2 separate regions of the Sus scrofa genome follow, and region 2 is linked to region 1. Evidence: chromatin contacts called from public Hi-C data. All regions are on one chromosome and are shown on one strand. Each heading gives the region's core, a stretch centred on a gene start, on an enhancer-like site or on the middle of the called end of the contact. The rest is flanking DNA. Distances are from core to core; before and after follow the strand shown.

Region 1 (2,832 bases), core at 123-2,622:
GTTGGGCTGGCCAGAAGTAAGGAACACCACTCACGAAGGAGGACCCGGGATACCATCAGGTGGCACAGTCACCTCGTTCGCTCCTTGGGCTCCCCCAACCCCCGCGCGGCCTCGCCCTGGCTCTGGTGGCTCAAGAGGCCAGAATGGTTGGAATCTCACTGGGGCCTCCAGAAATATTTCGGCAGCTGCCAGGAGCTCCATGGCGGCAGCGTATCAGCTCCAGCAGCTCTAGGAGAAACCAAGCGAGCACTAGGAGAGTTGGAGAACTCAGGTGTATTACCCCGGCAGGCTCAGAGGAGATCGCCCTCTGGAGTCTCAGCCCCCAAGAAGGGTTTCACAAAGCTTTTGTGGCCTAGCTCTTCCGGTCCGTGCTTGGCAGGACAGACCGGCGTGAGAACAGGCACGGTTGTGGCTGCAAAACTCTGTTTACAGAACCAGATGCGTGGAGAGGGTTTAGTTAGCTGGATTCTGCTTCGTCATCATGGCCAAGCATTCATTCCTGGCCTTTCTCTACCTTAGGAAACCTCTCCCTTACACTTCCACCCATAGTCTCTGTTCTACGTTGCACAAAAATGCCAGCCACGTGGAACCGAAAAACACAGGAGCGATTTCCCAAAGACAGTAGGTGTACCTAACACAGAGGTGGAAAACATGAGAAGGAAAAACTCAACGTCCCAAGCAACTCCCCAACCCCCCTGGAAACGGATAAGATGGCGGAGCCCTAAAACGTGGGCAGCAAAAATGGCGCAGCCAGGCTGCGGTGCTGACAGAGGAAGGCTCGCTCTGGCGGCCCCATTCGCATCGGCGGCAGAATTCCTCGCCTACCCCCTGGGCGCCCCCAAAGAGCCACCACCCTCTCCGACAGCCACATGTCCGCCCCGCAGGGAACAGGTTTGCCTCGGAGCGCGCGTGCCAGGCCCTCACAGGGGCCCTGACCGCGTCCACGCCAGCACGCTGCATCCCCGGGCGCACACGACACGTGCGACCCAGGTCCCAGGGCACGCCTCACCGCAAAGACACCCCCCCCCCAAACGAGCCAAAACAGCCAGACAACACTCACCAAGACCTCACTCTCCCACGCGTCTGCGGGGCCCAACACCTCCTGCTTTATAACGCGCGCCGCACGCCAGCCCGCTCCCCGGCGCCGGTCAGGGCTCCGCCCGAGGCGTCCAGCACAGACGCCGGTGTCAGAAACGGGCTTGGGTGCTTGGGGGAGGGAATAGTGCCTGTTCTCTCTAGAATCTTCCTGAACAGACGATGAAACGTTGTCCGTGGAGGCGAGGAAAAAGTGCAAGGAAATATCAGGGTCCATTCTCTTGTCATGCGCGTCAGGCAATTCTGTGAACAGCACCAGAGCGGCCTGTGGAGGGGAAGGACCCCGAGTGCGGGCGGGGCCAGAAGAGGAAGCAATTGGAACACCTGGCGCGGCAGTGGCGCGAGTGGGGGCAGGGGCGGGGCCAGTGCGGAGATTGACAAGGGAGCGTTTGGGGACCGTCACAGAGCAGAGCTGTGCTCTGAGGCTTGGCCCCTGGCTGGTCTCAGGAGCGGCAAGGCTGGGCTTGTGGGTTTGAGGAGCAGGGCGCTGGAGGTCCGGATTTGGGGCTCCCCCCTAGTTTAGGCTGTTTAAGACCTGGGGGCCTGGAGTCTCCGTATGATTGGAGATCCGAAGCATGCCTTTCAACTGACATGATCGCAAAAGTTTGGGGGTTTTTCTGGCCGCGCCTGCCGCGTGAGAAAGTTCTAGGGCTAAGGCTCCAGAGCCACAGCTGTAACCAGAGCCACAGCAGTGACAGCTCCAGAGCCTTAACTCACTGAACCACGAAGGAACTCCTAAACGTTTTTTTTTTTTTTCCCCCAAAGGTATTAAATGAAATTTCACTACTTCTAATCCACTGCCCAGAGTTGCCACTGTCAAGTTTGTGTGGAGTTTTTCCTTTACGGGCACACACACGGTATGGGTGAAAATGTTCCCGCCTCCGCCCCCCAGTTTGTCCCATAAGTAGTCTCTCCTCATCAGTGCATCGAGTCACCTCCTTCCTTCAACAGGGGTAAACTTTTCCCTTGTGTGCATAGAACACATTTGGTTTAGCGGGTTCCCTGGTCATTTGAGTTGTGTTCTTCTAGGGAGGAGAGTCCTCCATGAAGCCTGTGACCTGAAGTAGAAGAGCTCTGATGACTGCTCTTCAGAAAGTGAGACATTTTCTTCCCTAGCTCCTGCCTCACTCAGAGGAAAGCAACGTCCTCCCTGGGGCCCGCAAAGCCCAGTGTGACCTGGTCCCTCTCTGCTCTCATGGCCTGACTCTCTATCCCTTCCTCAGGCTGCATGAGCACCTTGGCCTCCCTGGTCTTTCCTGGAACCCGCCAAAGGACACCCCAGGACCTTTGCACTTGCTGTTTTAGCTGCCTGGAACCCTTTTCCACAATCAATCCTCATGACTCTCTTCCTCTCTGTTGCTTTTCTTCTGTCTTTTTAGTGCCGCATCCGGGGCATATGGAGGGTCCCAGGCTAGGGGTCAAATCGGAGCTATAGCTGCCATTAGTTGTCTTCACAGCTCTTATCTCCTAACACATCTGTTCATGGGGGTGTTTGTTGGCCTCCCTGCTGAATTGTCAATTCTTTTAAGACTAGGATTTTCGTCCAGTCTGATCACTCCTGTAGCCCCAGTGTCTGGCGCATAGTTGCAGTTCACGTTTTGTTAAAACTGAGCACGTTTCTAACCTAGGAACCTCCACATGCCCCAGGTGTGCACCAAAACACAAAAACAAAAACAACAAAAAAGAATCAATTTGGAGTTCCTGTTGCAGCTCATCGAAAATGAACCTGACTGGCAT
Region 2 (2,832 bases), core at 249-2,748, 190 kb after region 1:
TTGAAGGTAGAGCCACCCTCAGGACTGGCACAAGACTTGGACTGGGGTGGTGGGTAGGGTCATGAGAAAAAAAAGAGGAAAGAGGGATGACTTGGAGGTTTTGGCCTGAGCACCTGGGAGGATGATGGGACCATTTAGTCATGGCTGGAGGGGTGGGGGATGACGCTGACCAGAATTCTCCATCTGGACAGGTCAGGTTTGATGTGCCTGTTAAGCATCTTCCCTTTGAAGACTTGATCAACCCCAGGCTGGGTCAGGAGCCCCCTCTGGGCTAGCAGAGCCCCTTGTATGCCTCCATCTGCACTGGATCTCGACTCTACCCTTCATGGTGACAGGTGTGTACTGTACTGTGAGCCTGGAGGGGGGAGGGGGGAAGGCCCTCCCAGTCCCCTCGGAGAACAAAGGGAAGGCAACATGTGACATCAGCACCTGTGTGCACATGCACGATTCTGTAACAAGGTGCCATAACCTGAATCCATGGATCTATAACTGTCCACTCAGAAATTACAGAATGTATGTTACCTTATAAGGGGGACAAAGAGACCAAAGCAGGGAAAAAAATAATCATAATAACGGAGGATATGTAAGACCACGCCCCACTGTGTTGGAGGCTCAGCCTTTGGATATGAACCTGCTAAGCCAGTGCGGGCACGAATATATGCTGTTGCCTGGCAAAAAGGTCTCGGTGTCCTGTCTCCCTGTGCGTAAGTCCTGCAACAAGCCCAATAAACGCAGGGACAGGGTCTGCTTCCTCCACCACTGACCTCCCCTGCCTCGAGGTGGACTTGGCACAGGATGGGTGCTCAGTAAAGTTCTGAGGGATGAGGGAATGATAAATGCCCCCGGAAAACGGGGCCCAGGCCTCAGGGATGCCTCCGGATTGCAGCCTTGTCAGAAGGACCCATGGGATGTAACATCATTCTATCAGGACAGAGTAGGGGCAATGCGGACGTACCCAGCTAGAGTCAGGGGCAGGGAAATGGTCGAAACTCAACCTGAGGGGGGGAGGGAGGGTGCGGGCCAGAGACAGGCCAGGCCGCAGGGTCCGAAGGGGGATGGTGGCCAGAAGGCCTCTGGGATAACAGGCGCTGGGAAAACTGAGGCGAGTGTCATCACTCCCACAGAGACCTTCAACCCTCAGACGACACCGCAACAAAGAGCGGGCGCTCACGGGCGGACCAACTCGAGGCGGGGGAATACTCACCTGAGGAGAACTCGGGGGTGGATCGTCCAAACCGTCTGACACGCGGAACTCCGGCACGGAAGTGGATCCGGAGACTACAACTCCCAAAAGACCTTGGAGGCTGCCTTGCCTACGGCTCCCAGAATCCCATGCAACGGCTCCTGAGGCACTTATGGTTACCAGGTCCTCTTGGCTTACAACTCCCAGCAACCTTTGTGGCCCCATTTTTCACTCTGCCTACCGCTCCCAAAATGCACTGCCGCATGCACCGCCCTCTTTCTTTTCTGCGCCTGCGCAGGGGGCAAAGGCCGTAGCGCATGCGTTATTTTGCTGTGGTAGTGCTCTCTCACCGTGCTGGACGCTTAAAAGGCGAAGTGACTGTGTTAAAATTATATATTTTTGTAGCTAGGCTTTTATAGGGATTATAGAGCATAATGTTTTTACCCTCTGCGATGGGGTTTCGGTGGGAACCGAAGGTTTGGTCGCGTGTGTAAAAAGAGGAGATGGGACATGCGCAGTACAGAGATTCTGAGAGGAGCGGTTCGCCCTGGATGCACGCGTGCCCTGCAGGACTGGTTCATGGTGCGCCTGAGCGTGTCGGCTGGGGAGAGGGAGCAGTGTGTTTGAGAGCCGAGGCCTCTGCGCGTGCGTCAGCCGTCGACACTCCGTCTTCTGAAGAGTGTTCCAAAGACTCAGATTCCTGAAACCCACCAGTCCCCACGCCCAGTGTCATAGAGACTCAGAGTTTCAGAAACTCAGACCCTTGAACTAAAGGAGCCAAGAGACCGGGGACTCGAGAGGCAGCTCTCACCAACCAGCACATCTGTCATATTGAACCTCTTGGATCCAGACATAGGGTCTCTGTTCTTTGTGATCAGCCCCCCCTGCCCTGCCCCCCGCCAGAGATGCAGTCAGCGCTTAACTCTGAATCAGCACCGCGGACAGCACACACCCCTCCTCCCTTTCCAACCCAGGAGCCAGAGCACGTCCTGGGCAGAGGCCCCATCCCTGCTGGGGTAGAGGTGGGGTTGGTCACAAACAGATCACAGAACTTGGTAGCTGGTGGAGGATTCCCAGCACAGTGGTAAAGTGAGAACGTAACACCTGCGAGCCCAAGATTATCTGCAGAACTCACATCCCTTGTGACTGCCTGAGAGCCCTTACTTGGCCTGTACCTCTCTGAGAACTCCCTTTCCAGTCCAGAAGAGCTAGAACTCCACCCATCCCTGGCCTTTGCTGCCCTCATCACAGGCACTTTCGCTATGGCATTGGATTGCCAGGTAACCTGCCTTCCAACCGGATGTTACTTTCCTCAGAGACAAGGGCTGGATCTTTACTAGAAACCTGAAGGCACAGTGTAGACGACTGGTGAATGAATGAAATTTCCTCTCTCACCTCACGGTAAGTGTTGACATTTCTTACCTCTAAAATTAATATAAACTTCCTGGGAAATCCCTGGTGCCTCAGTGGGTTAAGGATCTGGCATTGTCAGATATGGCACAAGTTCCATCCTCAGCCTTGGAATTTCCACATATATTGGGCATAGCCAAAAAAAAAAAAAAAGTTCCCATTGTGTCTCAGCGGGTCAAGAACCCAACATGGTCTCCCTGAAGATACAGGTTCGAATCCTGGCCTTGCTCAGTGGGTTG

Evidence for each region. Hi-C and Micro-C count contacts between places; a contact is called where the count stands out from the background.
Region 2: a Hi-C map of liver shows a contact between it and region 1, with 4 times the contacts expected there. The contact joins the promoter of LOC110261034 here to the promoter of LOC100620498 in region 1. A contact is called at or near these places in 2 of 47 Hi-C or Micro-C datasets (epiblast stem cells and liver) and 1 of 2 datasets of contacts at active chromatin or transcription factors (alveolar macrophages).

The regions. Positions count from the first base shown.
Region 1 is chr6:55,554,210-55,557,041 of Sscrofa11.1, forward strand. LOC100620498 reads right to left here and starts at 1,373. Exons shown (of 7, transcript XR_002344755.1): 1 at 1,061-1,373; 2 at 1-228.
Region 2 is chr6:55,744,366-55,747,197 of Sscrofa11.1, forward strand. LOC110261034 (myeloid cell surface antigen CD33-like) reads left to right here and starts at 1,499. Exons shown (of 6, transcript XM_021094852.1): 1 at 1,499-2,584. The coding sequence starts at 2,560. It overlaps CTU1 (cytoplasmic tRNA 2-thiolation protein 1), which reads right to left and starts at 1,378. Exons shown (of 4, transcript XM_021094859.1): 1 at 1,205-1,378.